Regions from separate parts of the Capra hircus genome. Here region 2 is linked to region 1. The links are chromatin contacts, called in public Hi-C maps. All regions are on one chromosome and are shown on one strand. Each heading gives the region's core, a stretch centred on a gene start, on an enhancer-like site or on the middle of the called end of the contact. The rest is flanking DNA. Distances are from core to core; before and after follow the strand shown. Region 1 holds the start of STIM1 (stromal interaction molecule 1). Region 2 overlaps STIM1 (stromal interaction molecule 1).

The links. Hi-C and Micro-C count contacts between places; a contact is called where the count stands out from the background.
Region 2: a Hi-C map of blood shows a contact between it and region 1, with 2.7 times the contacts expected there. The contact joins the enhancer-like site here to the promoter of STIM1 in region 1. A contact is called at or near these places in 4 of 5 Hi-C or Micro-C datasets (blood and liver).

What each region holds. Positions count from the first base shown.
Region 1 is chr15:32,115,509-32,119,510 of ARS1.2, forward strand. It overlaps STIM1 (stromal interaction molecule 1), which reads left to right and starts at 1,963. Exons shown (of 13, transcript XM_018059438.1): 1 at 1,963-2,711. The coding sequence starts at 2,579.
Region 2 is chr15:32,294,778-32,299,150 of ARS1.2, forward strand. It overlaps STIM1 (stromal interaction molecule 1), which reads left to right. Exons shown (of 13, transcript XM_018059438.1): 7 at 3,808-3,985. Among named protein-coding and RNA genes, the nearest start is that of RRM1, 19 kb to the right of the region's middle. Within about 2 kb of position 2,119, at least 2 of the 5 cell types and tissues checked have an H3K27ac peak or open chromatin away from gene starts, as enhancers often do.

The sequences.
Region 1 (4,002 bases), core at 713-3,212:
GTCATAATCCTGTGGGGTGGTGGAAGACAGGTATGTGTATGGTCCAATTCTGGACTTGGTGGCTGAGGAGTTTCTGAGGAGAAGATCTTAAACTGTATTTTTCAAAAAATGTATGTGTGTGTGTTTGTGAAGTTGCTCAGTCGTGTCGGACTCTTTGCGACCCCGTGGACTGAAGCCCACCAGGCTCCTCCGTGCATGGGATTCTCCAGGCAAGAATACTGGAGTGGGTTGCCGTTTCCTTCTCCATGTATATTTATTCATTTATTTGCCTGTGCTTGGTCTTGGATGCAGCACGTGGGATCTTCCATTTTTGTCGCAGCACACAGGATCTTTAAATTGCCGAATATGAATCTAGTTCCCTCACCAGGGATCAAACCCAGGCCCCCTGCCTTGGGAGTGCAGGGTCTCAGCCGCTGGACCACCAGGGAAGTCCGTTGAATTGTATCTGGAAGAATGAGAAGTCAGTCATGTGAGGAAGGGGGCCATTTTCATGGGAGGCCCTGGAGGGGAAGAGAGTGTTTCAGGTAGAAGCCACAGTAGCTAGGAGGCATGGGAGGTGGCTGAGATTCCATGTGCTTGAGGAACTTAAGACCAGTGTAACCGAAGTTCAATAAGAGAGTGGGAGGGTGGTAGTAGATGACGTCGGAGGTGTATTTTTATATTAACAGCCTAACTCTTAAGCCCGGCAGCTGTTGGGCAAATCCATGTTCCCGATCTTCAGAGGGCTTGCTCAGAACAGGTAGCTGGCTTAGCACTGTCAGGGGAGGGCCGGGGCCTAATCCCTTCTCCTGCCGCCGGTGCCAAGGACAGGGCAGGGCACAGAGCAGGTTTCAGTAAAGATCTGCTGACAGCACACTTGAGAAGAGAACAGGAAGTGCAGGCTCTGTTGAGGGAGGCCCAGACGCTTCTCCCTCTTAATAGGGGCACTCGTTCTCAAGTCGCTAACACCCTCAAGCCACAGACAGAGCTGGGAGAGTGAGATGCAGGGAGGAACCTACACAGGCCCTACCCGCAGAAACCTCAGAGGGGAGGGGGTTGGGGGACGGGTAGGAAAACGGGCTGAGAGAGTTAAGGGAGGGCATCCTACTTAGCTTGGATTGGGGGGGGTAAGTTGGGGGGGAAGGTCAGGAAGGCAGATATGGGGCCCTTTGGCCATTTAGGAATGTGTGGGGCCATTTTACCTATACTGGTTTGGACGCTTCGCTTTGTTTTCTGGCATCATTCCTTCTGAAAACACTAGCAGGCCCCAATGGGCCTCCCCCGGGGCGGGTCCTCGCTCTAATTCCCCAGCTCTCTGCAAAGGGGCAGGGCCTCCCAAGGAGCTCCGATCCCGGCCGCAGAACCTAGCTTTGCCCGCCAGGGGCCGCTGCACAGGGGTGACTAAGCGCGCGGGTTCCTAAGCTGCAGAGAGGCGGGAGCCGATTGGCTGCGGGGCGCGGCGAGAGGGGCGGAGCCTGGGATGCCGGCCGGGAGTAGGGGGCTGGGAACGCGCCCCCGGCTGAACCGGGCCGGGTCGTTGTCTCCTCTGGCAGTACCGGGCGGCAGTCGTAGTGTCCAGGCCCTCTGCCCTGCCCGGCTCTAGAGCTGAGGCGAGTGGGTCGGCACCGAGGCCCGGAGATCCGGGCCAGTGTCATCATCGCCGCCGCCGCCGCAGGCCTGGGTTACCTGAGCGACTTGCGTGTCAGCGCCCGCCAGCCCGTCCGTTTGCGGGCGGTTAGCACGGGAGAGACTAGTGGGCGAAAGGGAGGCTTGGGACCCGACACTTGGCTGGGGAGAGGGATCCTAGCGGAGACTAGCGCGGACCGGGAGAGCCCTCCGGGGTCTGCGGGCGCCGGGTGGCTGCCTACAACAGGTTATTCCGGGATAAACCCAGCGCTGGGGCGGGCCCGGGCTTCGCTGGGGGCCGGGCGGCGCTGGGCGGGCCTGCGGGAGAGCACGCCCCCGCCCGCCCCGGGCCCGCCCCGCGCCTCCCGCCCGCACGCCCGCGAGCCTCTATCCCGGGCCTGGCCCGTGCGCGTCCGCCTGCTGAACCTGGGCACCGCCGGCCGGGGCACGGGACTGGGCGGGATCGCTGACCTCGGCCTTGGAGGCCTGGGATCCCCGAGCCGCCCGCGCCCGCGGGGGCCTCGGAGTCGCACGCCCTCCCCGAACCTGCGCTGCTCGAGGATCCCCGGCGGGGCGAAGCCAGGTGCCCCCTTCTCCTCCTTTCTCTCCCTCCCCCACCGCGAGAGGTCCCGCCCGCTCACCCCCTCCCCAAAGGGTGTAGCCGGCTGCGGAGCGGACAGCGGCTCCGCGGCCGCCTTGTCCAAACTCTCCGGAAGCGGCTCGAGCTGACAGGGCACTCAGGCCGTCGCAGCTCCAGCGGACCCACAGTTGGGCCGGAGACGCCGGCCTTCCTCCCGCTCCCAAACTTGGAGCACTTGACCTTTGGCTGTCGGAGGAGGCAGACTCGCGGGTGGCTGGACAGCTGCGGCACCTCGAGGGCATCTTGCCTGGGGTTCCAAGACCGGGCTCCCAACTTTGCCTCTGAGACCCTGAGGTGTCTCCATCAGGCGCATGTTGACTGAGACCTGGAGTCATGGATGTGTGCGCTCGTCTTGCCCTGTGGCTCGTTTGGGGGCTCCTCCTGCATCACGGCCAGAGCCTCAGCCAAAGCCACAGCGAGAAGGCGACCGGCTCGGGGGCCAATTCTGAGGAGTCCACTGCAGCAGGTAAGGCCTTGCCACGGGCAAGAACTGAGTTGCCCAAGTGGGGAAGTTTGAACAGTCGGTTTCTACACTTGTGATTGATGGAGCACCCAATCATGGCACTGCCAGTTCTTAGGAGTCCAGGGAGTTCTTTCCGTTCAGGAGCTACTGCTGATGTCTTTGTCTCTTGAACAACTTTCTTCATCCCTCCTCAGGATGTCTTTTGTTGGCAGAGAAAGGCGGTTTGCTTCTGGCACACCTTGGCCTTTCAGATCAGCAAGTCAAGACCCTGTCTCAGGATTACTTGCCTGGAATAATGGCCTGGGCAGATGATAAGTCTATTGCTCTTGGCCAGTTTCAGCACTTGGCAGCACAGGGGAGGTTGAGGCTACTTGGACTGGGCAGGGAAAGTCAGGACTGAGCCAGCTTTATTACTCTGTAAGTTAGTGTTGAGGTGTGCCTTGCTATTCCAGTGAGCGTGGGAACCCTATTTCCTCCCTGCCCTTAGGTAATCTGCTGTCTCCTAGCTGTGCCCATCTGAAATATCAAAGCAGTTCCTTAGATGGAATGCTGTTTACCACTAGGGAGTTAAATGGACTTTTCTTGACATAGGCATGATATAATTCCTGGGACCACTTGTTGACTTACTCTGTTTCTTCTGACTGATGATGGTAGGAGTTCTACGATATTTTTGATCTCTCCTGCTTTTTCCTGTGTACTCATGGAGCCTTGTCAAAAAAGTAGGAGCCCTGGTGCTCTGTTGCAGAGAGAGAAAAAAAAAAAAAGCACCTTTAAAATTCAGTTGTTTTACACAAAGCTTAGAAGGAATCCAGTTTTTTACCCTCATGTCTCTCACCCTGTCACTGGGATCTGCCCAAAGCAGTGGGCTGCAGAGTAAGGAGAATTTATAGCTGGGTTCTTCCTACGGGTGGGCAAGCTCAAGGGAGGGGTCACCTGAGTGAACACCCATTGATACAAGGAGGAAAAGGAAGTGTCATGGTGGCCAGGAAGTTTCATGGATGGATTCTGGGGCTGACTTTGGTGGTAGACCCTTTCTTAGGTAATCCCCCTTTAAGTTCCTTGACTGGGCTGGATGTGATTATAGGTACCTCAAGGGTTGACTTACAAGTGAGGCCGGAAGTTGCCTTATATATAAGTATGGCACCTAGGATGTAGCTTTGAAGATAGGACCTCCTTGCATATTAATCCTGTTTCTCCACACATTGTCTCCTTGGCCCCTGAAACTAACTGAAAGCTTGGTTCTCATTGGGCTATGAAGGGGGAAACTAGTAGGCCGATGTGGGTCAAACTGTGA
Region 2 (4,373 bases), core at 869-3,368, 180 kb after region 1:
TTTGCAGCCCATGGACTGTAATCTGCCAGACTCCTCTGCCCATGGAATCTTCCAGGCAAGAATTCTGGAACGGGGTGCCATTTGCTACTCCAGGGGATCGTCCCAACCCAGGGATTGAACCCATGTCTCTTGCATCTCCTGTGTTGGCAGGCGGATTCTTTACCACTAGCACCACCTGGGAAGCACCCACTGTTGTATGACTGGGTAAATCCCTTTCCTTTCTGGGACATATTTCCTCATTAGTAATGTAAAGGAGTTGAACTAGGAGCATACCAGGACATTTTAGCTCTGATAGTCTGAGGTTCTGTTTGAATAAAGCATGGCTTAGAAACTATTGTAGAAGATCTAGCTGTGAAGGGAAGGTGACAGTCCGCCAGCCAACCTAAGTACTTTCTGACATCTAGGAATCAGGTCTGTGTGGGGAATTGGAAGAAAATCACTGCTTCTGGGCCACAGAGCACGCACTTAAGAAGGAGCAGTGACTCAGTGCCATCCTATAGGAAGAGAGCTGCAAGGACTGGAATGGCACAGAGGCAGGAGATGAATGGATGTGGACTCTGAGGAGGTGGCCTTGAAAGATGGGTAGGAAAGATTAACCTGGTGGTTGTGGTTGAGTGTGTAGAGTGAGGCCAGATCCCTGGTACCTTTGGACTCACATGTTGCTGCTGTTGCTGCTAAGTCGTGTCCACATGTTAGTAGGATGCAAAAGGCAATAGAGAATCAATGTGGGTATTTTACTTGTTTGCTTTGTTTTGGTTTTAAGAAAAGGAGAAGCCTACTTCAGGAGTGTTTGTCAGAAAATGATTCAGACAGCCTAGGGACTCCTGTTGGGGAGTCTTTGCAGGAATCCACATAAAAGGAAATGAAGTCTGTCTCTTTTCTATTATTTTTATTTATTTATTTATTTTGGAAGGATGGGGAAATGGTTTATTAAGAACTGGATATTGTTAAGTACATTTAAACATTATTGTTTGTAATCACCACAACCCTCTTAGGTAGGTATTGTTATCCCAGTTTTAGAGTTGAAGAAATGAAGCCTCGGAGAGGGTAAGTGTCCGTAAGTAGTAAGTTAGGAATTTCTTTAACCGCAGGCTGCTGCCTCAGTAAAGACACCCCTAGCAGATTCGTTTCCATGGGCTTTTAGGAGGCAAGAGGAGTTTTATCTTTGAGCTGATTCCTGGCTACTTTGCTGGGCCCCTTGTTCCTGGGCCCTTTTCCAACTGGGGGCTAAATGCTGCTATGTGGGCAGTCCCCATTCTTCATTTGTCTGAAAAACATGTACTGTTTTCATTCCAAAGGCAAAGAATCTAGGCAGGAGGCATTCCAAGTTTGGGGATAAAACTAAACTCCCAGCCCTCCCTGCTCCCCAAGGCCTCCAGAGCTAACTGGCCACTGTGGCACTTTGAGAAACGAATGCACACCCCTCCCAACCCACGACAGTCTTACACCTGTGCACACACATATTCTCCTCTGACACAGGGGCCCATGTGCCTCTTTGTGCCTCCTTACTTTGGCAGGCCTGCACTGCCAGTCACCAAAGAGCTTTTTCCAGAGTTCCTGATGCTTTGGGTGAATAAATATAATGCTACATGTGCATTCCGTTAAGATTTCACTGGGTTTCAAGATAATTCTTTGAGGCAGGCAGGAATTTTGAGTCCCACTTAAAAAGGAAGAAACAGGCCTGGTCCAGGGAACAGACTTGTCCACAGTCACACAGCTGCATAGATCCGAGCTGTGGTCAGACTGCCTGCTTTTCTTACTTCTGATGGTAACTGATTGCCGCCTTCAAGATGCTCAGTCTTCTGTGAAGGAGACGAGGTGGGCCCAGGCTTGATTTTACATTTATTAGCTCATTTCTTCACCCAGTAGTATTTGTTGATCTTCATCGCTATTACATCCAAAATAGGTCAGTTTTGATTCTCCCTATTGTATGAAGAAAACAGGCATATCATAGACTTTTCAGAAGAGGCTGCTTTCAGAGAGGATAATATTTCAGTGAAGAATTGAATCTCTAATTTCAAGCAGTTGAGTCATGGGAGAGTACAATAAAGGAGGATATTCAGGGCAAAGAGATTGTGCTGGAAATGGTGCCCCTGGCTTGTTTTTAGCTGTGCACATAGCGCCACCTGCTGAGTGCCTCGATGAGGTTCAGTTCCTTTGCACTCCAGGGACAAAGAGCACAGAAGGCTGCAATTTGTCAGCAGAAAGCTTGCAGCTTAGGCATTTTTCCTCTTCCCTCATTTGTTCAGCACATCTTTTGAGGCTTCAGTCATTGACAGATCTGTACTTGGGATTTTTTTAGAGGTTCAGTTCTGTTTCTGCCTCTTCCGTTTACCTGCTTAATTAACTCAGCGGTCAGTGCTCTTTTCTGTGGTCCCTACTTGTTCTGCAGCCGGTCTTCTCTTCTGTACCTCAAGTCTAAGCCATATATCACTCGTTTTCTTCCTCTTCCTTTCCCCTCTTATCCTGTAACATAGTGGTTCCTACTAAGGTAGGAAGACCTGAAGTAGCTAAGTCCTTTCCCTCTTCCAGAGGGACCAGCTAATGCTTATTCTTTCCTCTGGGTCTAACCCAGGCCTCACCTTCCCCTACTCCTTTCAGGCAGAGTTGACCACCCCATCCTTTGGGCCTACCCAACACTTTATTTCTCTATTACAGAACTTATCACACTGTGTGCACCTATCTGTTTACTTGTCTATATTGGACTAGGCCATGAGCACCTCAGTGGCAGGGGCAGTCTTCTCACTCATCTCCATATATCTAGGAGTCACACAGGGCTTGGCATTTAGTAGACACCTTAAAGTACTAGGTGAAGGAATAGGTGAATGAATGAATGAATGAATAAACATAGAAATGTAGTGCAAAGAAAGGGAAGAAGGAAGGAAGCTTAGCTGGATGGATTAAGGATTTTGTCAGTAAACAGAGGGAATGTGTGGGTGGGTCCAAGGGCATATTTTCATTATAAGTGGTGCCCTTGAGAAAGAATGTGCTTAGGAAGGGAACTTACGGTCAGGGGCATGAGGGGCTCCCCCAAATCCTAACTAGCCCCTTTAGCATGATTTTCATATTTCTGTGCTTTTGGGATTTAGGTACTCAGGAGTCCAAGAGGTACAGCTCAGTAGTTCCCTTCTCATTTTCCTTAAATCTCCCCATGACCATCACCCCCAGCATATTTCACTGTCAAGCTTTCCCTGGGTCTTTGGTCTATGTTTCAGGGTATTCTACATTGATTGTACCTTCCAGATACCTTGGTATAAGAGTAGTAAATGTGCAATTTGAACACATAAAAATTAGAATTCTGGTCTCAATTCTGTCTGCCATTTGTTCCCTTTCCTAAGCCTTTGTGTCCATACCTGTCCCAGGCTGATAACTGTACAATGTATCATTATCTGCAGGGAGGACAAATGTGGAAAACCTTGTAAACTAGTAATTGTTATGATCTGAGTATGTGAGACATCTTGTTGTTGTTCAGTCAGTAAGTCGTGTCTGACTCTTTGGGACCCCATGGACTGCAGCACTCCAGGCTCTCTACTGTCTCCCCAACACCTTAGAAGGAAGGATTCAGATACCCTGGAACCTTGGCTTCACAGCCTTTGTTACTGGCAGCAGAATGATGGTCCAGATAAGTAGGGTAATGCCATGGTTGCTGTTGGTCCTGAGCTGCCTCACCAGGGCCAGGCAGGTGGCAGGGTAGGGAGAGTATATTCTGAGTGCTGGAGGCTTCATCGTCCTCTTGATGCCATGCCCTGTGGCAAGCTGGCGGGCACTGCCTGGCCTGGCTCCTCCAGCTCCCTGTGTTGTCTCCAGGCTGCACAAAGCCCAGGAGGAGCACCGCACAGTGGAGGTGGAAAAGGTGCACCTGGAGAAGAAGCTGCGTGATGAGATCAACCTTGCCAAGCAGGAAGCCCAGAGGCTGAAGGAGCTGCGGGAGGGCACGGAGAATGAGCGGAGCCGCCAGAAATATGCCGAGGAGGAGCTGGAGCAGGTAGGAGAGTCTACAGTCCCGAGGCGCTGGGGTCAAAGGGCAGGAGCCAAGGGTCTGGCCAAGAGTAGTGGAAAAGTTGCAGAAATGATCACTGCGGTTGTGAAAGCACAGTGAATAACAGGTGATAAGTTATTCTGTCCCTTCTTAGTTGAGGTATTTATATACACAGATCATAAGTATACAGCTGGCATGCTTTACAGATGCATGTACCTGTGTCGCCGTCCACATCAAGGTACAGAATCTCGTAAGCTCTCAGAGGGCTCACTTCTGCTTCCCCTTTCTCCCTGTCAATACTCCACCCGAAAGGCAACTGCAGTCGTAACCTCTAAACCAGATCAGTTTCACCTGATTTTTAACATCATGTAAATAGCATGATACAGTATGTATT